2 separate regions of the Anas platyrhynchos genome follow, and region 2 is linked to region 1. A link is a contact called in public Hi-C data. All regions are on one chromosome and are shown on one strand. Each heading gives the region's core, a stretch centred on a gene start, on an enhancer-like site or on the middle of the called end of the contact. The rest is flanking DNA. Distances are from core to core; before and after follow the strand shown. Region 1 has its middle 58 kb from the start of TRNAE-UUC. Region 2 holds the start of LOC101790845 (glutamine amidotransferase-like class 1 domain-containing protein 3, mitochondrial).

Evidence for each region. A called contact is a pair of places that touch in the nucleus more often than the background predicts.
Region 2: a contact with region 1 is called in a Hi-C map of skeletal muscle, with 4 times the contacts expected there. The contact joins the promoter of LOC101790845 here to the enhancer-like site in region 1. A contact is called at or near these places in 2 of 8 Hi-C or Micro-C datasets (liver and skeletal muscle).

What each region holds. Positions count from the first base shown.
Region 1 is chr10:8,030,117-8,033,859 of IASCAAS_PekinDuck_T2T, reverse strand. No RefSeq gene overlaps it. Among named protein-coding and RNA genes, the nearest start is that of TRNAE-UUC, 58 kb to the right of the region's middle. Within about 2 kb of position 2,004, at least 5 of the 8 cell types and tissues checked have an H3K27ac peak or open chromatin away from gene starts, as enhancers often do.
Region 2 is chr10:8,152,320-8,156,062 of IASCAAS_PekinDuck_T2T, reverse strand. LOC101790845 (glutamine amidotransferase-like class 1 domain-containing protein 3, mitochondrial) reads right to left here and starts at 1,764. Exons shown (of 4, transcript XM_005011963.6): 1 at 1,631-1,764. The coding sequence starts at 1,738. It overlaps LOC101790642, which reads left to right and starts at 1,949. Exons shown (of 10, transcript XM_038184336.2): 1 at 1,949-3,743.

The DNA of each region.
Region 1 (3,743 bases), core at 755-3,254:
GTCAGCAGATCACAGCACTCAGCTCAAGAGAAGACCGTGGCTTCTGGCTCCAGTTTCAATTTGTGCTTTTTTCTTGGGGGAAAAAATCCTGGTTCAAGTGAGCTGGGAGGTGAAATCTTCCCAAAATGCCTGAAAAGGGATATTCTCAAACACTGCTACACAAAATGGCAGGATCAGTGGATATAGTCTCTAGAATCCTTTTTTCTTTTAAAGACAGAGGAAAATTTCTTTGGAAATGAGGTGAGCGGGATGTTTTGTTTTGGTATTTCCCCTTGCTAGTGTGTGAGTACATACTGCTGCTGTCCAGAGACGAATGACTTGCAAAAAGTGGTACAGAGATCACACTGAGAAGAACTGAGGCTTATGCGGGGTGTTTGGTTTTAATCACTTAAGGTGATGCTGCTGTTTGTTATAACTCCGTGGCTTATTAAGCATAGTGGGAATTTATTTCTATTTGCACCCCTGATTTCTGTTTGCAGTCACTTGCCCACAAGCCCAGGACTTTGGGCTCCAGCTGAGCACGGGCAGTATTGAAGAACCCATAAAGCATCTCGGTGGCTATAGCCCACCCCATCCTCCGGAGAAACCAGAACACAGACAAAAGCAGTAAAGAAATGCTTGGCCAGAAAACCGAGACCAGGAGTCAAACGTTTCCACAAATAACCCCACAAAGCTCTGCGCTAGCCCTGAAACTGCCGGCCTGAAGGATGGGCAGACAGACAAAATTCCTGCATCCTGGGAAATTACGGCTCTCTGACGTTTGGTTAGACAGACGAGGGAACAGCAACACATTTTGTAAAGAGAACTCCGAAGATGCTTGGCTGAAAGAGAAAATCTCCGACTTGGAGCCCTGACCGAGGAGAAAGCCCGAGTGTGCCAGGAGGCGGCCGGCTGCCAGGAGCCCCGGCTCTGCTCCCGGCTCTCTGCAGGGCAGGCGCGATGGCAGCGGGACGAGCAGATGGCAGAGGCAGGAACAAAAGCGGAGCCCCACAGAGAAACCTTTGGGCAGATGGGAAGAAGGCAGGGAGGGAGGTTTCTAGGGGAACAGAGGTGTTTTTCCCGCAGGAGTGACCCAGACAGGGAGACAAAAGCGAGCGCCAGGAGGATGGCACGGGTGATGCTGCCAGATGCAGTCACAGGTCGAGGCTGCCACTGCCAAGAGGTGCTGTGCAGAGCCCTGGTGGGAAGGGCACGATGCACGGCATGCAGGGGCTGTTCTGCCTCGCTTGAGCCTCATCAGGAGAGATGCCCTTCATCCCATTAAGCCATCTTTATCAACTCGCTCCATAGGTGCCTTTCAGCGGTGCTCACACGGAGCAGGCACACATCGGAGCCATTAATCTTCACGGTCCCATCGTGGGGAGGAACTCGCCATGAATATTACTGAGCTGCTGGGGGCTGCAATGCTGGGGACAGCACAAGGACCCACACAGCACGTGGGGGCACATCGGGGCTCCAGCAGACAGGCCTGGCCTCCCCGGGGCGGAGGTGATGCCCGGCCTCTGCTCCAGGGTAGGGACGTGGGTATCGAAGGGACCTGGCTCAGGAAAGACCTTGATCTTTATGGAAAATGCTCCTGCCTTTCCCTGGGACCCCCCAGCTCAGCATCTCTCGCAGGATTTAGCTCTTGCTGCAGGCAGAGTGCTGCACCACAAAATAACGCAGCCTCCACGAGGCGAGAGGCACCGCGCAGTGCTGGAAGAGCTGGTGAGGAGCATTAAAAATAAACAAGGAAAAAGGAAAAATCTGTAAAGACAGCACCTCCCAGGCTGCCCCCATCCCCAGCAGTCGCTCGCTGCTCTCTTTCCATCTCTTCCCACCAACCCCCTGGAGACCTCGCAGTGAACGAGGCACAGAGAGATGCGAGCAAACAAGACGCGAGCGCTCACATCTCGTGTTTTTGTAGCATTTCTCCTGACCGCAGAGGAATGCCTTTGAAACCAAACTCTCCGGAAAAGGCAGCGCTCGGGAAATTGCGTGGGTATTATGTTGTTGAACTTGAGGATCGGCGCTAATTGGTGCCCCGCTGAGCAGCTGCAGCGCGGAGCATGGGGCAGGGGAAGGTCGCTCCCCCCCCCGACCTTTCAAACGCTGACCGCAACCCAAGGCGAAAGCAAAATAAGGCAGCGAAGTCTGTGAGCAAATGGGGGTTTGAATCACGGGCTCCTCCCCACATAAAGAGGATGCGTAAATCAAAAGAGACAGCTTCCCACTCCAGCCATGAGCGTGAGCAGCAGGGAAAAAAATTCGAAGGGAGTGCAATTCATCACAGGGCTAATATATGCAAACAGGAGCAAGCAGTTTCCCGTGTTGCAGCAAAGCAGCAGGATCCATAAGACGCCACTGCCGAAGCCTCTCAAGGTCTCTCTTGGCTGGGGAAATCCTGGGTTTGGTGCTGGTGGAGGTCACTGCAGAGCCTGAACCCCACAAAATCCGCGGGGCAAAGCACAGGGCTGTGGTTTGCAGAGGGGCTGGGGATTCCCAGGGCTGCATTTTTTGGGGAATCCAGCTTGGGGTGGTTGGGATGCCTGATTTTCAGAGACCTTGCTCCCCAGGGAACAAAATCAAAAGCTTTTGGGGGTTCTTTGTAGAAAAGCTGCTGTGCACCACCCAGATGCTGCCGTGCCGGGCTCAGGACGACGCCTGCACCCCCACAACACAAATGCACTCAGTCAGACACAAATCCTCCCAGTCCTTACATTTGGAAAGAGTAAAAGGGGGGAGTGTGGGATCTGCAGGATGTCCTGGCACACCCACAACCCGGGGCTGTGCCGAGCCAGGACAATGCCTGGGCACATCCATCGCGTTCTTCCCCCTCCCCAGCATTTCCCCCATAACAGCTGGGAAATACAAACCCGAGCGGCTGACGCTTTCCAGCCCCGGCTTCCTAAATAGTGCATGAGGAAGAGAGAGGCTTTCACGCCACATTTCTTCTGATGGTTTAATTTTAAGATATAAATAGCTGCCGCGCACCCCTCCGCCCCTCCTGCCTCGCGGAGCCGGGAGCTGGTCCCATGGGTACCAACGTCCTGCACGGCCACACCAAACCCATCCCCACCTCAAACCTCAGTGACAGTTCTTGGAAAAGCCCAGTTCTGGCCAGGGCAAGCAGCTAGTGCCAAATAATAAGGCCTTGGGACCCTCTGGGGCAAACCACCCTTTGGAGGACCAAGCTCTGGCTGGGTTTTGAAAGAGCTCCAGCCACAGGTGTGGGACACAGTCACCCGGGTGTCCCTCACCTGCTGCTGGTGCAAAGCTCCAGCTGGTGGGAGCGTAAAACAAGAAGAAAAAGAAAGAGGAAGGTTCATGCAGGGGCTAGGTTCTTTCCTCAAAGTGCATCACATCGTGGCAAAGAGCTGCTCAAGTGAAATGGGATTTTTTTTGCCCAAGGTAGGGCAGCAAAAAAAAAACAAAAAAACAATCACGACAAGGACCAGCCACACCTCCTACTTTCTCATTAACTTTCCAGCTGAATCACAGCCCTTCCTCCTTGACTTGACACTTACCCATTAGCCTGATGAGCTGGGTGGGAGTAGCAGCTTGCAACCGCTGCCCAAGGAAATCTATTTCGGGATTATTATACACACTGGATTTTTGCAGTCCCACACTAAAATGCTTTGATCTCCAGAGGGCTGAGGTACTCTCTTTGTTGTAAGATAAATAGGATACGGATTGTCGTATTTATCAACCCCAGTATGGCAGGGGCCACTTCCCTGGTCAGGGGTGGGGTTGGCCCCCCGTGG
Region 2 (3,743 bases), core at 515-3,014, 120 kb before region 1:
AAGCATGCTAAAGACCACAGGTAGCAAATTAAAACGCTTGTGTTTCTTGGTTAGGAAAGAACTTTGCTGGAGATTTCAGTGGCCTTCAGGCTCACTTCTATCTGGTAGTGGCAATGGGAAGGTATTGTTATAAAGAGGAAAAAAAAAAAAAAGAAAAAAAGAAAAAAAGCTGTTTTCTAGCTTCTGCACAAACATTTACCCCCACCTTAAAGGAAGGAGGGTATTTGGCAGGGGCTATAGCCCACACTGCTTATTTTGGGGGGGCTGAAGTGGTGGAAAGGGAGCAGAGCAGCCACCCCTTTCCTTCCTAGGAAAACGGGTCATTGCAAGAGCCACGTGTGAATCCCATTTCTTAATTTTCCACCTTCATCCCAAGCAATCACCTTTCGCTGCAGCAGCCCGAGTGCTGCCCACACACAGCCGGTCATCCCGTATGGGTGCTGAGCACCCAGCACCCTGCAAGCTGCTGTCAAACCACCACCCTCAGACAGGACTTTGAGTTTCTTCTCCCCACCCGCTGGCTTCCCACAGGCAGAGCATTTCCCTCTCAAGAAAGCGTCTCGCCTTCCTTCTGAATTATTTCAAGCTCACGCGCAGAAAGGAAGAGCGGAAGATGGCAAACAGGCGGGTGATGGATTTGGTGGCTGTACACAAAATTTGTTTCCTCAGGCAATCAGAAGCCAAAATTAAAAGGGTGTGGGGGAAATGATGGCCGAGTTTCCTCCGCTAGAGGTCCCTGCCAATCAAGGGATGAGCGCAGGGCAGTGCTCTGAGTGTGCCAGCCGGGGGAGAGCCACGGCAGCTCAGAGGGAAAAGAAGCAAAACTACAGACAGGGGAGAAAAGTTTTGGACAAGTCTTAGCTTTAATCCACGAAGTGAATACGCACTTTGAAGGCTTTGGAATTGGGAGGGAAGGCTCTGCAGCACGTGGAAATCACCACTGCGCCTTCATATTCGGGGGAGCAGCCTGATTTCCAGGAGAAGGGCTCTGACCCACAGCTGTGGGCAGCTCGGAGCCGAGGTTAGCGTTACCCGGGGCTTCTCTCCCTACTCTTTGACTCTCTAAGAGTTGTGGTTGTCACTGATTGCATATTAGAGCTGGTGCTTGAACATTTTTTTCCCTTTCTCCGATCTAACTCACAAGAACTCTATTTTCTGTGTTCATCTCATTTTCCGTTTTAATCCTCAGTGCTCCAAAAGGATGAATTTCAAGCAACCAGAGTCAACAGCAGCCTTTGAAACAGAAATACCAGAGAAGAGAAAGAGGAAGTGCAAGCCAAAAATAGATTCATTTCAGAAAGTTTGTTTCGGAGGTTGTGTAGCTGGCAGAATGGTTGAGCTCTGTGCTCAGCACCCGGGCAATCCTCTCACACAGCGAAGCTGGGAGAGCAGAGCAGAGAGCGGGGCATGGTCCCTGCTTGCTGTGGCAGCCCCGACACCGACACCGTGCTGCTTGCTTTGACTCCAGTCATTGACTCTTTGCAATTACCCCAGCAGCAACGGGGAGCTCGTGGTTTGTCGGGCAAGACGCAAAGCTCCTTACAGCAGAGTGCTTCGTGCGAGGGGAGGGCGAATAAAAAGCAGAGCAAGGGCAAAAGGATGGGGCAGGAGCCTGCCAGGTGCCTCTTACCTGTGCCCCCTCCCTGCTGAGGTGCACCAGCACAGCAGAAGACTCATGGATCTCACTCCCGTCGTACACCCCACAGCCAGCAAGCACGACGGCCACCTTCTTCCCCATGGTCACAGGCAGAGCAGGAGGAGTCCCCAGAGAGTCCCAATTTGCTGTGCATCTCTGTGCCCTGCCTGGAGCCTTTTATAGCATGATCCCTCCCCCAGGAGCAGGTGGGGCCAGGAGGGTTGGGCTGAATTTCTTACTGGCAAGGAGGTTTTATTTCCAGTGCCACGGGCAGGGCATGTAAATATTATTTGTTTCCTCAATTGACTGCTCCCTTGCAGACCTCCTTCCCAGCACGTTGTCTCCAAATCATCCCCAGCCGACGCGACCTGTACAACAGAGCAGCTGTGTTTTTCCTTCTCGGCTGTCGATTTTCCATTCTGTTTCAGACTAAAGCAGCAAATTCTTGTGCATAAGATGGTATCACAGGGAGCCAGCCCACAGCAAGTATTTGAGCCAGTGCAGTTCCTCTCTGTGCTCCATTTTTATACCCTACATTGTACCAGCAGCCTCTGTATTTTAACAGCAAGGTTTCATTTTCTGACTTTAAATGTGCTCAGCCTCCTGCCCCATCTTTGAAAAGCAGAAGCTTTGTGCCCAGCTTGTTTCCTGGCCTTCAGGTCCTGAGTTAGAAACGAATAATGTGATTCTTCATTGACAACACCATCTCTCTAAGAATGTGACAACATCATTTACCAGGAAAATCGTTGCAAGAGCTGGCAGACCCCTGACCTCGATAGGGATACCTGCCTGCAAGATTCACAGCATGCGATGGGGAATTTCCCTTGCTCATGTGGAAACCCATCTTCCCTTGTCCTTGATATGCTCGTACCTGAGAAGATTATGAACCGTTTTCTTTCAGCTTTGCACTGTTGCAATAAACATAGCCTCTTAAGGCTATCTTGCCATTCTTTAGAGAACAACAGAATTGAAGCAACTTGGGGGAAGAAAGTTTTTCAGGGATAATTTATAAAAAAAAATTTCTCAGGTCTGTCATATTTGGAAGAGACGTGAAATTTAGCCTGTGTATAATGAAATAGTGTTTTGGCAAGTTCCTTAGTCATAGCAGGCATGAGGAAGGTACTCTTTTCTGATACATGTGACTTCATTTATTACATGCATCTCTTAAAACTGATTAAAAAGCTGATTAAAAAATCAGGTACCACGTACTCACAGCTGCTGACTATACAAACAGGAACAAAAACCACCTGTTTGGTGGGTGGAGAAAGGACTTTTATTATCCAGAATGGGAATTAAACTATGAGATACGTGGAGAAAATCCCCAAAGCCTTTTCCCTGCTGTTTGGTTTCATATCTGAGGTATTCTGAATGTGATTTAGAAATGCATCGTTTCCTCTTACTTGAAAAAATAGCTGAATCATGCTGCGACTTGAACATAGTTCAGTAGTCGAATAGTTTCTTCCTCCTTCAGCTGGTTAGAGACCAGTCCCATCACTGATGGAACAAAGATAGCTAAAGGCTGATATTTAAACAAACTTACATTTTCCTGCAAACCACATCACAGAGCTCTGCATGTTACAAACTGACTGTGTTGGTTCCCCTCACTGAATTCATTGTTTAGGTGTAACCAGGCAAAACAGGGTTGTTCCAGTGCTTCCTCATGTGACCGGGTCTATCTCAACAGACATACCGAGCCTAAAGATCAATCTGCAACAGATGTATTCTTGATAGTTTATACTTTTTGGCTGAGTTTTTTACATTTTGCATGGGAGTACCTCCACACCTCAATACCATGCTTTAATCTGTGTTAATATTCTAACAAAGATGAGTGCGAAGGAACCCTTTTCCCCAAAGCTCTCCTTCAAGGTTATCCTCCAAAGCAGAGAAGAAACCATGAAGTTTTGGGAGCCAATGCAGGGATCCAGGTGTTCAAGGGAAGCAAAGCACCCCAGTCCACGTGGCTCAGCAAGCAGGAGGAGCAGCGTCTTTTGGCATCAGCTGTGGATCCAGTCTGGGACTGTTCTGGATTCCCACCTGATGTGTGACTGATATGATCTCATCACAACCCTGGGCCACTGTCCTCTGCTTTCTGTGGCCTCCTTCATGG